Linked DNA regions of Mus musculus: region 1 is linked to region 2. The links are chromatin contacts, called in public HiChIP or PLAC-seq maps. All regions are on one chromosome and are shown on one strand. The core of a region is the stretch at or near the end of the contact, and the rest is flanking DNA. Distances in the headings are between cores, read along the strand shown. Region 1 overlaps Efr3b (EFR3 homolog B). Region 2 overlaps Dtnb (dystrobrevin, beta).

Region 1 (2,970 bases), core at 342-2,841, 320 kb after region 2:
GTGACAAGGCTACCAGTGGGCACACAAAGCCACCATTATTAACAAAGGGAAGCATTACGTTCCCACCTTGCTCTGAACAACTGAATGGGGCTCAGGTTGGGTTTCAGCCTTTCACTTACCCCTTTAATAGCTGGACATATCTGTGCAGCATGGAACACAACTACCTTGGTTACCTGAAAGAAGTTGTGACCACAGAGGCAGAGCAGGGACAGGATAGGGGGGCTTACCTGAAGGAGGGACTTCAGCAACATGATCTGGGTCAGCCGGTTCCTATTCTCCCTGTAGGCCAGAGACATGGTCTCAGCAGGATGGCAATAGAGTGCTCGGCTGCACCCCCCACTCCTGAGTGTTCTCACCAGGAGGCTTGTTGGTGGACCCATGATTTCCCTAACTGGGGGGGGGGGGGGAGGCTGAAAAATTGCCACGGGACCTATGACCCCTCTGTTTTTGAGCCAAGAGAAGAAAGCAGAGCCACAGAAGTCAGGGTGAAAACCAGGAGCCAGAGAGGGTGGGCTGGGAAGAAGCAGTGGACTGACCCCGTCCGTCCGGTCTCTACGGGGTGATGCACAGAAGGCAGCGGGACTTTGCTCATGATGAAGAGGATCACCTCTGAGCGCTGGTAGGTCGGCAGTGTGCTGGCAAAGGAGCCTGTGAGGAGAGGAGGGAGCGTGAGAGGTCCCCTGGGCTCAGCAGCAGCTGAATGGAGAGAGTGAGGCTCCCTAGTGCCCAGGGCTGGGGCAGCCCAGAGAGATCTGCCTAGGCAGGCTGCTTTGACCCTGTCTCCCGAGGAGGGAGCAAGAGGGACTCCAGAGGGCCCTTCCAGATGCCAGCTCTTCCCTTGTTACTGTCATCTGGGCTTCTTCCTGGGGGATAGGGCAGCTCAGTGGTTTCACGGCTGATGAGACCATGGCATAGGCACAAGGACCTCTGAGAGGGAGGAGACCCTGTTCCATGTTTCTCCACATCCAGGGCACAAACAGTCTCCGTTGCTTCCTTCCTGTCTTTTTTTTTTTTTTTTTTTTTTTATGCCTTAGTCCCACCTCCCCTACTGCGGGCCCACCTGGAAGCACTAGGCATGCCTAATGAGGATGGAGACACAGGAAGTCTGCCTTTGCAGGAGAGCCAGGCTGAGAAACCCAGACTGATCTGGTGTCTTTGCCCAGATCATTATGTGTCATTAGCTGGCTGCCATTTCCCCCAGTGTCCCTAAATAACACAGTGCTAGGTAATCATACAGCAGATGCTATGGCGGAGGCCTGGTTCTCCCACAAGGATCATCTCTCTCTAGTCCTGGTTCCACCTCATCCTCCCAAGATTCCTTGCTCTTCTAACTCCTTTTCCTAGGCCCCAGCTAACTCCTCCTCTAGAGCTCTTCCCCTCTCCAAGCTTTGCCAGGGTCTCTCCTTTCAGTACAGCCCTAGTCTTAACCCTTAGGCCCTGCCTGTCTCAGGCCAGAGAACTAGGTCTCTGGCAACCTCTCCCCACAGCCTCATTCCTCTTCAAATCTTATCAGGTCCCTCCCTTCTCCAAGCCTCACTGGGTCCTTCCCTTTACTAAGTTCCTTCCCCAGACTCCGCCCCTTTCCAAGCCTCGCCCAGATCTATCTCCACTACCACGTCCTAGGCCCCGTTTCACAGGCTCTGCCTCCTTAGCCCCGCCTCCAGATCGTTGACAACTCCTCCCCTGGAGTCGATCCCTCAAGCCTCAATGGCCCCTCCCAGACCCACCCATTTCCCCACCGATAGTTTTGATGACGGCCTCCTGGAACATGCACTCCTCATGCTCCTTGATGATCTTGGAGCCCAGGCTCACAGCGCCGTCGTAGCTCCCAGTTAGCGCGTAGTCGATGCTGAGCCGCAGCTGCCGCAGCAGGGTGTTGAACATCTCCAGTACCGTGGGCCCTGGGCGCCAAGGGGGAGGGACCCACAAATCATGACAGGAATCCCTCCTGCTCTCCCGTAAGCCCAGGCCCGCGCAGCCAATCGGCTCTAAATCTAACGCCTGCACACACCCCCCCACCCCACGCCCCTTGCCTTTTGCTCCGGACCCCCTTACCGACAGAGCCCGTGGCAGCGATAATTGCAGCTTCCGATAGGACTTCCACGATGCCGGCGCGCACAGTCGCCGCGCTGCGGCTGTTGGCGTCCAGGTGGCTCAGGAGCTGCTGGATAACCAGGTGGGAGTGCTGCGGCTGTGGAGGAGGAAGACGTGCTGGTCCCCAAACAACAACACCCCCCCCCCTGCCCCCCGGCCCGGTAGCCCTCTGCTGGAACCCAGAGGCTCAGGGTGAACCAAAATGACATCCCACAGCCAGTGGGCACTGCAGGTGGCACCCAGACCTCGCTCTCTTTCTTGCAGCACCCCACCCCAACCCCCACAAAAACGGAGCCAAATCCCAGGGAATCTGTGTTTGCACATTTTCCCTGAATTCCTTTACTTCAAAGGCGGCCAGCAATCTATTTCAAAATATTGTCTTTCATTTCTCCCTGTCCCCAGGTTTTACTGGCAAGGCCCATGAGAGGCCACGTGGTTCATCTCAGTGCAGCTCAAAGTGTGGCTGGGAGCCAGCCCAGTGCCAATTCAAGATCTGTCTGATAACACTGCTGCTAAGATGTGGGCCAGAAGGAAAGTACACCCGCAGTAACGGGGGCGCTCAGGGAATGCAGGTGGCTTGTCTTCTTTGAGATTTAATTTTCTCTAGGAATTATTTTCCATTGTATTTCATAAAAATAAAATAAATGTTGGCCTAGGATATAGGAAACATTAAACAGAGAACTCCTTGCAATTCCTTCCCAGCCGGATGATACAGCATGATCTGTGGCAGCTGGGGGTCTCTGGGGGGGGGGGGGGGAGTCAGAGGACACCTGGCTTTCTGCTTTGTGCATTGTCCAGCACCAGGAAGTGCCCTTGTGCCCAAGCTTGAACAGGGACAAACCATACCTGAATTGAGTACATGATGATTTTAAAGCA
Region 2 (2,771 bases), core at 123-2,622:
GATGGCAGACTGCACCTTTGAACAGTCTTATCCCCTTTAAAAAAAATCTATAAATAAGGAAGTAGTTTTTGTTTAACAAGATGTTAAACAAATATTACTGTTTTAAAAATATTAGTGATAATCTCATATAATTTTTGAAGCATTGATACAAAAATTTTTAATATAAGGAGTCATATTTATCAGAAACAATTTTCCTTCCTTCCTTCCTTCCTTCCTTCCTTCCTTCCTTCCTTCCTTCCTTCCTTCCTCCTTTGAGATAGGGCTTCTCTGTGTAGCCCTGGCTGTTCTGGAATGCACAGAAATCTGCCTGAGTACTGGGATTAAAGCCATGAATTACTGCTAGCATCTATCTCCTTGTACCTTTTATTTTTATTTATTTTTTATTTTTTATTTTTTTGGTTTTTTCGAGACAGGGTTTCTCTGTGTAGTCCTGGCTGTCCTGGAACTCGCTCTGTAGACCAGGCTGGCCTCGAACTCAGAAATCCGCCTGCCTCTGCCTCCCAAATGCTGGGATTAAAGGCGTGCGCCACCACGCCCGGCTTCCTTGTACCTTTTAAATTCTAAAAGATAATCTGATAGTCTCTTCAGGGTGGAAAAAGTATGCTTATTGGTCATACTTTTCCCAGTTTCAAATGGATCTATGTTATATTTAATTACTACTTTGCAAATAGCACAAAATCAAATAGGAAATTATTTATCTACCTACCTTCCTTCCTACCTACCTACTTACCATTGAGACAGGGTCTCACTATGTAGCTCTGGCTGTCCTGGAACTCACTATGTAGACCAGGGTATCCTCAAATTCACAGTGATTCCCCTAGCTCTACTAGAATTAAAAGCATGTGCCACCATGCTCAGCCTGGATATGGAGATGTGTCTGAATAAATTGTAGATGTATATGAGTGCTGTACTTACATATATGCATGTGTGCTATTTGCATGCCAAGTGCCCATGGTGTTCAGAAGAGGGGGTCAGATACCATAAAACATCAGTTATGGATGGTTGTGAGCCTAGGTCCTCTGCAAGAGCAACAAGTGCTCTTAGCCTCTCCCATCTCTGGATACAAGTTTTTAATGCATAAAATAGCACTCCCACAAATAGGAAATGGGGCACAGACTTGAAGTGTAAAACAAAATCTACAAAGTCTGCTTTTTTTTCTTTGTCTTTTTCTTTTTCTTTTTTTTTTTTTTTGTGCCCAGGTACCCTCAGAAGCTACTGAGTCAGTGCCTGCCTTGGCTGCTGCCCTGTGTCTATTGTTGGTGCAGTAAAGCTGCCAGCTGTGTCCATGGCACCAGCTTGGTGCTGCTGTGCTCTCAGCCCACTCCAGCTGGGCAGCTCCTGAGTCAGCAGGCTGCTTCTCTTCCTCTGTGTGAGTTGAGTCTTGGCCCCCTGGAAGAGCCCCACCTCTCTTAGCTCCTGCTGGTTTGCTGACTATTGTCTCCACCCTTTGTGTATTCAGGAGACAAGTGAATCATTGTTGAGGTGTAGTCTGGACTCTGTTGAGAGTGTAGGAAAGGGTTGCTATTTTGCAGAGGCCACAGGCAACACCCAGGAGCACAGCCTGTAAACTAGAGCATTCTGTTGCTGCGTGAAAAGGCACTGCAGATTTCATCACAAGTCCAGGTAGAGTGTGGCTGGATTCTCACCTCCAGACCCCTCGAACCTGGCATAAGGTGTCAGCCATGGCTCAAGTACCATTAAGATTTCAGGCTTTTGGGGAATCTTGCCCATTAACTGGTTGTTGGCAAAATACATTTTGTTTTTTTTTCAGCTGTGATTCCTGTTTTCCTTTTTTTTTAATTTACATGATTATTCTTTTAAGACTTATTTATTTTATGTATATCAGTACACTGTAGCTGTCTTCAGACAAACCGGAAGAGGGCATCAGATCCCATTACAGATGGTTATGAGTCACCATGTGGTTGCTGGGAATTGAACTCAGGACCTCTGGAAGAGCAGTCCGTGCTCTTAACTGCTGAGCCATCTCTCCAGCCTGATCCCTGCTTTTCTATTCCTGGCCATCTGCGGTCTTTTGCCACGATGAAGCTTACATAAGCCATTTACAACATGGGCATCGCCTGCCTCCAAGGCCAGCTGGAGTGCATCCCGTGATTGCCTTTCCTACCGTTGGGGTGGACTCCCTCTTTCCATATAATGTTATGTAATCTAAAGAAAGGCTATGTTAGCATATTCATGTTCTCCCATGGTCAAGGACGGTGGGAATATGACAATGAGTTATTGAGGGTTAGTTTCTCATATTAGTCATTCTGGTTATTTTATTTCTTGCTTTTCAGTTTAGTACTTCTAGAACATTACACCTGGCATCTCTTAATTTAAAAAAAAAAAAGTCTTAGAAACATGAAGATGCTGCCATGAGGCACACACTCCAGTTTGCTGCCCTCCTCCAACTGCTCTTATTCCCGACTTTCTTCTGCTCATGCCCCTTCGCTCCAGGGCATGGGTTCCACATCCATTGTTATCTCTCTGGTAATTTTACTGTCTGTGGAGTTAAGCCTGTTAAATCCTGGCCATACAGTCTCTTGACTTCTCCAGTTCTGATGATCTCCTCCACTGAGCCTCAAACATCTGGCCCACAATCATGCCGGATGTCTCGCCCCATCTAGCTGCCCTCCTTCCCGAGCCACTGAGAGCAGTTCTCTTTTGACAACCTCTTATTGTTCCCGATTTGTTCCTCCTATTTCACTAAGGTCGTTCTTTTTTTCTTTTTCTTTTTCTTTTTGTTTTTTTTTTTTGTTTGTTTGTTTGTTTTT

The links. HiChIP or PLAC-seq counts read pairs in DNA pulled down with a chosen protein or histone mark.
Region 1: an H3K4me3 HiChIP or PLAC-seq map of bone marrow-derived macrophages shows a contact between it and region 2, with 4 times the contacts expected there. The contact joins two enhancer-like sites. A contact is called at or near these places in 1 of 15 datasets of contacts at CTCF or cohesin (CD8 T cells), 14 of 484 Hi-C or Micro-C datasets (the HPC-7 cell line, LSK cells, adipose-derived mesenchymal stem cells and 8 more), 3 of 115 datasets of contacts at active chromatin or transcription factors (bone marrow-derived macrophages, embryonic stem cells and epiblast stem cells) and 1 of 9 other capture datasets (embryonic stem cells).

Annotation. Positions count from the first base shown.
Region 1 is chr12:3,979,915-3,982,884 of GRCm38.p6, forward strand. It overlaps Efr3b (EFR3 homolog B), which reads right to left. Exons shown (of 23, transcript NM_001082483.1): 8 at 2,941-2,970; 9 at 2,056-2,191; 10 at 1,740-1,901; 11 at 537-648; 12 at 228-279. Among named protein-coding and RNA genes, the nearest start is that of Pomc, 26 kb to the left of the region's middle. Within about 2 kb of position 1,592, at least 259 of the 459 cell types and tissues checked have an H3K27ac peak or open chromatin away from gene starts, as enhancers often do. A contact at or near this core is called in bone marrow-derived macrophages, cortical neurons and epiblast stem cells, where this site is marked.
Region 2 is chr12:3,661,474-3,664,244 of GRCm38.p6, forward strand. All of the region lies in intron 8 of Dtnb (dystrobrevin, beta), which reads left to right. Among named protein-coding and RNA genes, the nearest start is that of Dtnb, 90 kb to the left of the region's middle. Within about 2 kb of position 1,373, at least 95 of the 459 cell types and tissues checked have an H3K27ac peak or open chromatin away from gene starts, as enhancers often do. A contact at or near this core is called in bone marrow-derived macrophages, cortical neurons and epiblast stem cells, where this site is marked.